Regions from separate parts of the Gossypium hirsutum genome. Here region 1 is linked to region 2. Evidence: chromatin contacts called from public Hi-C data. All regions are on one chromosome and are shown on one strand. Each heading gives the region's core, a stretch centred on a gene start, on an enhancer-like site or on the middle of the called end of the contact. The rest is flanking DNA. Distances are from core to core; before and after follow the strand shown.

Region 1 (4,654 bases), core at 1,690-4,189, 860 kb after region 2:
AAACACTTAATCCATAAATTTACATAATAACATTTACGTATATTCATAACTCATGAATTTCCAAATTTATGAATAACCACAAATATGGATGCGGAATTCGCTAAAAGTAATATTTTCATGTCGAAACAGTATATAAATAGTAATATATGGAGTAAGATTGATCTCATAGAGATTAAAATATCTAAAATTATCATTCAGTTTAACTAGGTTACACACTTAGGCAGCTGTCGTGGCCACGACATGAGACGATATGTGCAAAAACAAAAAAGGGGGTTTTAACTATGATAAAAGTAGAAACACTAGAAATAATTAAAATTGAAATAATAGTAAAAATAAGCAGAAACATTACTAAATTAAATAAACTGATGTGATGAAATTCTAGCTTTAGGCTTGATTTTTGCTTCGGTTTCGAATTGATCCTTGATAATGAATCTTTTCTTTCAATTGATAAGTCAGTTATAATGATCAAGGACATCTTAGGCTAACCCTTCTGTGTATAAATTAATTGTGGGAACACTTAACAACTAACACTTACTAAATGAACAACCATGAAACACGCATCTACGATTTAACTTTCTAGTAGCCTTGCAAACTAGAAGGGCCCAACTCGAACCAATAGGCTCAAATGCGCAGGTCGTTTAAAATTAATTACTATTTTCCTTACGGATCCAACCAATCACTTAATTGGACATACCAATGTGTTCCTCGATTGATCAAATACGACATATGATCGTATCAGTTCTTTCAACTGTACACCTATCAACACTGAAACAATGAACTCTTTTTGACTTAGCATTAATATAACTTTATGAAATGACAATATAAATTGTCTAAACTAGAGAAACAACAAAGATCGAAATGAAAGTTTTTAAGTGCAATTTTGAATCTCGCAGCTTTCTTTTGGATTGTGACATCTCATTTAAAAATGAAAAATAAATATGTTAATTAGTCAAATTATCATTAATTTATGCATTGCAAATATTGATCCCTTCAGAGTAAAAGCAATATTAGATTGGATTGACATATGTGATATCGGCATTTTGGATTTTTTACAAACATTATCAATTTTTTCAAATTGCTTTTGTTTGTTTATTTATTTATTTATTTTTTTAAAGTTAAGGACTGCCCAAATACTACTCACCTTTATAAACTCACTTTTATGTTTTTTTTATCCAAAATATAATTACTTTTTAAAAGAATCTTTTTCACCTTTACACCACGAATTTGGATATAAAATCTTTTCAAACCGACCGTTGGTAAAGCAGATTTGTAGACGCATGAAGTGGTAAGATAATGTAGACGTGGAATATTGTAGGGGGTTAGCCGGTGGATCCACACGTGTGATTGAAATGACAGCTGAACTATTAAAAATTTTGGAGGAGGAAAACGCCAAATGGTATTTTCGAAATCTGACCAAGCAATCAAAAATATGAAGTTTTGGGCAACCATATATACTTTATAAATAAAAAATATGAAAGTAATATTCCAACAAAATAAATTAAATAAAATTTGTTTAATATGCTTATGTACAAAGTGGTTGCCACTACTTTTTCAATTTTTATGTCATCATTGAATCTTTTTAATTTCCAATTTACATTTTAACAAATTCAAATTTTAAATAAATTTTTAATTTCTAAATAATAATTTTCTTCATATTAGTTTCTTTTTGACAATTTGAAAAAGAATATATTAAATTGGGTTGTAAATATGCTTAGGTGCACCAAAAAGATAATTAAAAAAGGTATATAGATTAGGTTTGGGTCATGCATAAGTGCCAAGAAAATGAAGACTTAAATGGAGAAAACAACATGTGATTTCACTTCATCTCACCATACTTGTATTTATCACGTTTAAGATGTGAGTGGCCTTACCTTAATTACAAAAATAGTAAGATTCAAATCAACATGTTTTACCACCATACCTTTTTTATTTTCTATTTACTATTATAACCTTTAAATAATAAAATAGCTTAATATTAGGATATTTTAAAAAAAATAAAAAAATATATTTGGTAATAATAATAAAGGAGAACCAAATCTGTAATTTACTTCTCTAAATAGCCCGTATAACATGCTAAATATTATAAAAAAACAAATTATTTACTTAATTGTTTAAAATCATTTATCAAAATTGAATAATATTTTAATAAATTTAACATAAAATTTAGAATACCCAACCTCAAATTCACATCACATCATTGGGATGGGTCAAAAAATCACTTTGATAAAAAAATAATTATTTTCAAAATATTTTATCTTAAAAATCCCTATAAATGTAATAAATAAAATGATGAATAATCTTCAACGAACTTGATGATTGCAATTGTCTATAAAAAAGTTGATAAAACCACGTGTATTTGATGAAAATTAAACTGCACCAAATCTCATGTCTATATTAATGTAAGAAACACAAAAAATGAAAATTAATTTCTTGAAATTAAGAAAAACATTTTAATTAAAGATGAATAAATATATGGAAGAGATGATAAGATATATTTTTGACCAAAGCATGATGAGATTGTAATCAAACAGAAATTAAACTAAAATAGGAATTTGACCCAGAATCTACTATAATTTTCAAATTTAATCTTCCTTGCTTTAAGCTAACAATCAAAAAATTACCCCTTTGTAATACTAAAAACTTTTAATTTTTTTTTATCTTTATAAGGAAAATAGAAAAACACGAGTCAAGAGGATAAGCCAGAGCCCAATAGGGGTCCTACTCCTCAACCCGCAATAGCCGGTAAAAGCTTCGCTTCTGTCACTTCATTTCTCCCACAAAACGACCAGAGACCATGGGTTTCGCGCGAAATTTGCCGGTTCTTTAAACGAACTTAATTTTTTTAATTAATTAATTACTTTTATAAACAAAAATGGAGTCCCTATTTTTCCTCTTTTAATTCAGCACTGAAATTCGTTGCCCACTCTTCGCGGGAATTCCTTTTTTTTTTTTTTTACTTTGCCGACACTTTTATCTCAAGGGTTTCTTCACTCATGAACCATTTCCTAAATTTTTTTTAAATAAAAATAAAAAAATTATTTAAAAAATAAAGTAGATTGAATATCTTTGTCATCACCCCAACATTTTTTTTAAATTTTTTATTGCTCAATAATTTATATACACAAAAGTGTATTGAAACTGGTTGTAGCAGGTAGAGGGGGTGATGTTCTTTGGCGGCAATATAATTTTACAAAAAAAAAACCCGTTTTGGATTAAAAAAAAACGTATACGTACAAAATTGGCGCACTGAATTCAATTGTCTTCTTCTGTTTATCTTTTTTCTTAAATTCAAAGATTTTGGTAGATTTGTTTAGTCTATAAACAATCTGGGTTTCTTTTTTTTTTCTTTGAGTTTGGGTTTTCAAATCCAAATATGGTAATGGGGTTTCATTTATGATCACTAAGGGTTAAGTGCCTAGTGTTGTTGGGGTATTTTTAGATTTCTTTTTATGAACTCGAATGAAGATGGTGATGGTGGTTTCTATATGGAAGGACTAAATTGAATATTTCAGAAAGCTGGTAAGGTTCTAGATTTTCAGAAAACATGCCTTCTGATAAGAAGAAAAATGTATTGGTTGGGATTCGATTAGATAGTGAAAGCAGGGATTTGCTTAGTTGGGCTCTTGTAAAAGTTGCTGAACCTGGTGATTGTGTTGTAGCAATTCATGTTACCCGGAATTCAGGTAAGGCATTTTTGATTTCTTGACAGCGAACTTTGATGTTTTGTACCATGGTTTTTTTTGTGTATTCTAATCTGAAATTTCGATGTAGATCATGCTTTGGGACAGAAATTGTTATTAGAGGGTTATTTAGAAGCATATGAAGGCCTGTGTTCTATAAAGAAGGTTGCTTTCATTACCAATAGTTCTGGCATTTATGAATTTTCACTTACCATGAATGAAAAAATTGATATTGATCATTATACATGGCTTGCAGGTTGATCTTAAAGGCCAGATTTATAAAGGAAATTCGATACGAAAGGTTTTAATTCGAGAAGCAATAAACTATGGTGCTGTAGCTCTAGTTGTGGGTATAGACAAGAGGAGTCCTCTTGGGTAAGTCAGCAGTTAACAGACTCAAAATCATTTTGGCTGTTCAAAATTGGTGTGATTCTTTGTCTGATTACTCAAAAAACAGACATCATTTTCAGGGGTTGGACTTCCACGGCTAGATACTGCACGAAGCGGCTGCCAACAACCACCAATGTTGTGGCCATCAACAAGGGAAAAATTGTTTTCGAAAGGTCCAACAAGAATGAACTATCAGGTTTGGTTCTACCTATCCTAGGAATAATAGAGAACTGGTTTCTGTTTTCTACTATGGTCTTTAGAAGTAATAGATGATGTATATGGGATTATGTCAGGTCTTAAAGGTGATCCAAGACTGAGTCTTTGTCTGACCGAAAACCTTGGTATCAAAGAATGCCAATCAGAATATGGTGATTCTGAAGTAGGGTCTGAGATATCCAGTTTTGAAGGGATTCAAAGCTCCAAAGACGGATCAAGAACCAGTAGTGAAGATTCGAAGATTGAAATATTGAGTGTTATTCATGAAGGGAAGAGAATCCCTTCGTGGTCCATTTCTCTTTTTGCAGGAGATAATATGGACTATAAGCCTGGTTGGCCCCTCCTCCTGAGGGCTAGTTCAGCAACAC
Region 2 (4,523 bases), core at 1,509-4,008:
CTATGAAAAAAAATTTAAAATTTTAAAAATCAATAAATTAAATCAATTCAAAACAATAAAATTTAATTTAATTTGAATTCTACAAAAATGGGACGCTCTATGGTTGGATCCTGGAAGTCAGGAATGCTGGCTGGCCAGTAAGATATGAGATATTTGTCCTATATTTTAAATGATGGGAACGTAGCTGCACCCTAGCTAACAACTTGTTGGATTTACAGGTGACCTTGGCTGAACAATGTACCCAGAAAAAGAATCAAAGATATCTTTCTTTTCAGGCTCAAAGATACCTTCCATAATGACTATTTTTGTCTAATGAAAAACTTTAAAGTCTATCAATTTTCTTGATGTAGCATATATATATATACATAGAGAGAGAGATTCTGAGACGCTATACATATAGATTATCACATAGATATTATTTTTTCATCTATTTTAATATAATTTAATAAATAATAAAAATTAAAAAAATGTTAAATGAGAGACAAATAATTTTCTTATAAATCATTTTGCCTTTTTAACATTAGGAAGCTGAACAAATTAGAATTTTTGTAATGGAGGGTTACTGATTAGCTAAAATAATTTAATTTTCCATTGAAAGGGTTATATGGTTGCAGGGTTGAAGGAATACTGCTGAGTTATGGTTGGTGCAAATTGAATAGGTAAGTGGATAAAACGAAGCTGCTACATCATGTCAGGTTCCCCCTGTTAGTGCTACATCATGATTTAGCTAATCATGTTAGTGATTCTTTTTTTAATTATTTGATGTTCAAAGTCTAATGCGCCATAATCACAAATTAAATCATCAGCAAACCAGGTTATTCATCTGTCTGCTAAGTAAATATAAAATTAGTTATTCAAGGATTGCTCCATCTTACTTTTTTGTTTTTTTGTTTTTTAAAAATATTTATTTAGAAGTGAGCTCAAAATTATATTTTTTTCAATAATAAAATAATCTTTAAAAATTAAATATATCACATATAGAATAAACTTATTTATGGACTAAATTACTCGCTCAAGTCTAAAAGCTCTCCTGAGTTGAGGGAATTTGGGAAAAAAAAATAAACCCAAAAAATGGACTTGAAAAAAAATTAGACTTGTTTAATGTTTTATTTTATGTATTTTTATAAAACTACTTTAATGGAAACATTAAAAATGTTAAGATGATTGTATATAAAATTTTAATAAATAAGCATGTATATTAAATTTAAAAATAATACAAACATATTTTTTAAATTTTATAAAGAAAATATGGATGAGGCTGAAATGAGTTTGGATTAAATAATTACAAATATGAGAGGTTTCGGTAAACATAAAATGTGTTAATATCATACCTAAATCAAATCTCAAAGTGTCTTAACTCAACCCACAAATATCTCTAATATTTTATATATATATATATAATACAATGTGTCAAACTCCTAACTGAGATGGAAATACTAATTTCTTTCCACATTGACTGCCTAAAATTTAAGTATAAAATTTAATTTTTTTATCGTTTTAAAAAATTGTTCAAATTTTCACAAGTATAAAATTTATTTTTTATCCTATTTAAAAAATTGCACAAAATTTAACAATAATTTTTTATCAATATACTTTATTTTTTAAAAACAGAAATTATCCCAACAATTATTTAATCAATATATATTATTTTTTAAACACAAACTATCCCAAATATTTTTAAATGAAAATTAAAAATTATTTTAAATAAACATTTGTATGTGTATTAATAAAAGTATATTAAATTAATAATTTAATCAATAAATGGGCTAGATTTTATTAATATACAAAAGAAAAAACAAAACAGCATAAGACCCAAAATTGACAGGCTTAAAAGCAAAGAAAGAAAGCATAAATAACCTGACCCAACAACATAATGCCCAAAACCAACCAGTCCTAAAACAAATTAAGGAAAAATAATTCAAAATACAAATAAAGCAGACCAAAAGATTGACCAGCCACATTCAATGATGAAAAAAGCCGCATCAATTCATTTCCACATTTCAAGACCAAGCGGTTACATCTTCCAAGAGAACCAAAAACCCTCTTCCATTTATTTTCCATCGTTCCCGATTCTTCCATGCCCTAAACACAATAACTCCTTCAATCTGATTCGCGCGGCCAGTCGTCTTCCATTCTCCGTCCGCCAAATCTGGAAACCCCACCTTCCATGTAAGTTTGCTCATTCCTTCTTAAACATTCTGTCGCTAGTATATGAGAAAGTTGATTGGCTTTCCTGTTCACATGTTGAAATCGCACCCACCAGAATTTTTTCGAAATTTGTTGAATATTCCTTTTATAAGCACCAATTTCCGACTTATCAAGGGAATTTATTCGACATTTATTAACAACTGATAACGAGTCCCCTTCAAAGATGAGATCTGACCAACCCATTTCCATACTTGTTTGTACTGCCCAAGAACATGCAAGGGCCTCTGCAGCGAAAGCGGACGCAACTTTTTCATGAAGTATTGTTCGTGAGACCCGAACCCAACCACCAGTGTTTCTTGCCACAATTCTAGAGCAAGATTCAAGACAATCTTTGTCAAAAGCCTCATCAAAATTAACTTTGATGAGTTCACCATATGGGGGAAGCCACTGGTCATTCGCACTCATTCTTGTAGGCCCATCTAACTCTGATTTATCAATTTCCACCAAGTTGCAAAGTAAATCATTTGCGATCTTCTGTCCAGTTCATGAACCCGTTTTGTTTCTATCTAACCAGATTGCCCATAGTGCTCCTCCAAACATCCTCCTAGTATGGTGATTACCGGCCCAAATCTGCTCTGTTTAAAACCCAACGAAGGCCTAATTGTGACCTTACTTCTACTAATACAGGGCAATTTCTAAAAACATGGTCCCAATTTTCCATACCCCCCGTACATCGAGGGCAGACAGTATTAATCACCAAGGTTGAAGGTTCAGATTTGTAAATGTAGGGATATAATTGTTAGCAATTCTCCAGATTATAATCTTAATCTTAGTGGGAAGTTTAAGGCTCTAGAGCTTCCTATAAAAAGCATTAGAAATGGTCTGTAAGTCATCCAGTGTTCACCCTGCTACACCACAAAGTCATCATGTCAGCTCCTTGGCAGAGGCGATTCTAGGGGGCTGGCATGGGCCTCAGCCCGAAAAATTATTATTTAAACTTTTTAATATTTTTAAAATTTTAAATTAGTAAATGTAAAATTACACTTTGATCCCATAAAAATATAAAAATTTAATTTAATACTTAAAAATTATAAAAAATATAGACTATACAAAATTAAAATTTCATTCAGCTCCCCCTTAACAAATTGCTTTGGCTTTTCCCCTATTCCTTGGCTAATAGTATCCACAGAATTCATTTCGTATCCTTAGACGAGAAGGTATTGAGCACAATCTCCTTATTCCAATCTCTCGTAGTATTATAAATAAGTTACGCCACAAAGGAAACAACATTATTTTGCATGTCATCACATAATTTGTAATTAATTAAACCTAGAATCCATGCATGCTCTGAGATTAAAATGCTTTCCCTCGAACCAGCCCGCCAACACAAGTCCTTTTGCAATAAACCTTTGGTAGCCCAAATACTATTCCACGAGTAAGTCGGTAAATTACCTAGCCGTGCATTTAAAAAATCAGAACTAGGATAATACTTAGCTTTTAAAACACAAGTTAATAAGGAATTTGGTTGATTAATAAGCCTCTAGCCTTGTTTGGCAAAAATCGCAATATTTGAATTTTTTCAAATTGCAAAAGCCCGAACATCCATCTTCCTTTAGTGTGCAAAGTCGAGCCCAATCACACTAATGTATCCCTTTCTTACCATGCCCTTTTTGCCACTAGAACCTCGCTAATATACTTTCAGTTTCCCTACGTAACATCTTGGGTAACAAAAAACATGCCATCGAATAGGTTTGGATGGCTTGTAACACCAATTTTATAAAGACCTCCCCCTTGAGAAAGGAACCGTGTACTCCACCCATCAATCCTCTTCTTGATTCTATCCTTTAATGTTTGAGAAGTAACTTTTTTTTGTCGTCCCACCATATTTGGTAAGTCCAAGTACCTCTCCGAGTCGTTTAAGTAACACACTCTCAACTATTGCGAAATTAGCTCACGATCTAATTCTCGAGTATTTGAGCTATAAAATTCGTAGATTTATTATAGGTGACACATTGTCCTCCCTTTAAAATTTGGGCACCTCGCTCACTCGTTTCCCCGAAAAGGACAGTCATTAGCAAAAAGTAAGTTGGAAATTTAGGGACCTTGTCTGCTTACTTTCACACCTTTTAACAACCCTTCCCCCAAAGCAAGACGCATGAGGGTGGATAAACCTTCGCTACAAATTAGAAATAAAAAAGGACTTAACGAGTCTCCTTGTCTAAGTCCTCTATGAGGTCAAAAAGAAACTTTTATTTAGCTATTGATACTAACGAAGTATGGTACAGTTGATACATATCTCATAATGACCCCGGCCCACCTAGAATCAAACTCCATGCGTTCCATCATATTCTTAAGAAATCTCAATTCAACCCAAT

The links. Hi-C and Micro-C count contacts between places; a contact is called where the count stands out from the background.
Region 1: a Hi-C map of leaf shows a contact between it and region 2, with 1.8 times the contacts expected there. The contact joins the promoter of LOC107916763 here to the enhancer-like site in region 2. A contact is called at or near these places in 2 of 34 Hi-C or Micro-C datasets (both in leaf).

Annotation. Positions count from the first base shown.
Region 1 is chrA01:107,058,776-107,063,429 of Gossypium_hirsutum_v2.1, forward strand. It overlaps LOC107916763 (pto-interacting protein 1), which reads left to right and starts at 2,940. Exons shown (of 10, transcript XM_016846132.2): 1 at 2,940-3,683; 2 at 3,772-3,845; 3 at 3,937-4,055; 4 at 4,151-4,266; 5 at 4,364-4,654. The coding sequence starts at 3,545.
Region 2 is chrA01:106,198,058-106,202,580 of Gossypium_hirsutum_v2.1, forward strand. No RefSeq gene overlaps it. Among protein-coding and RNA genes, the nearest start is that of LOC107916774, 46 kb to the right of the region's middle. Within about 2 kb of position 2,759, at least 8 of the 9 cell types and tissues checked have an H3K27ac peak or open chromatin away from gene starts, as enhancers often do. A contact at or near this core is called in leaf, where this site is marked.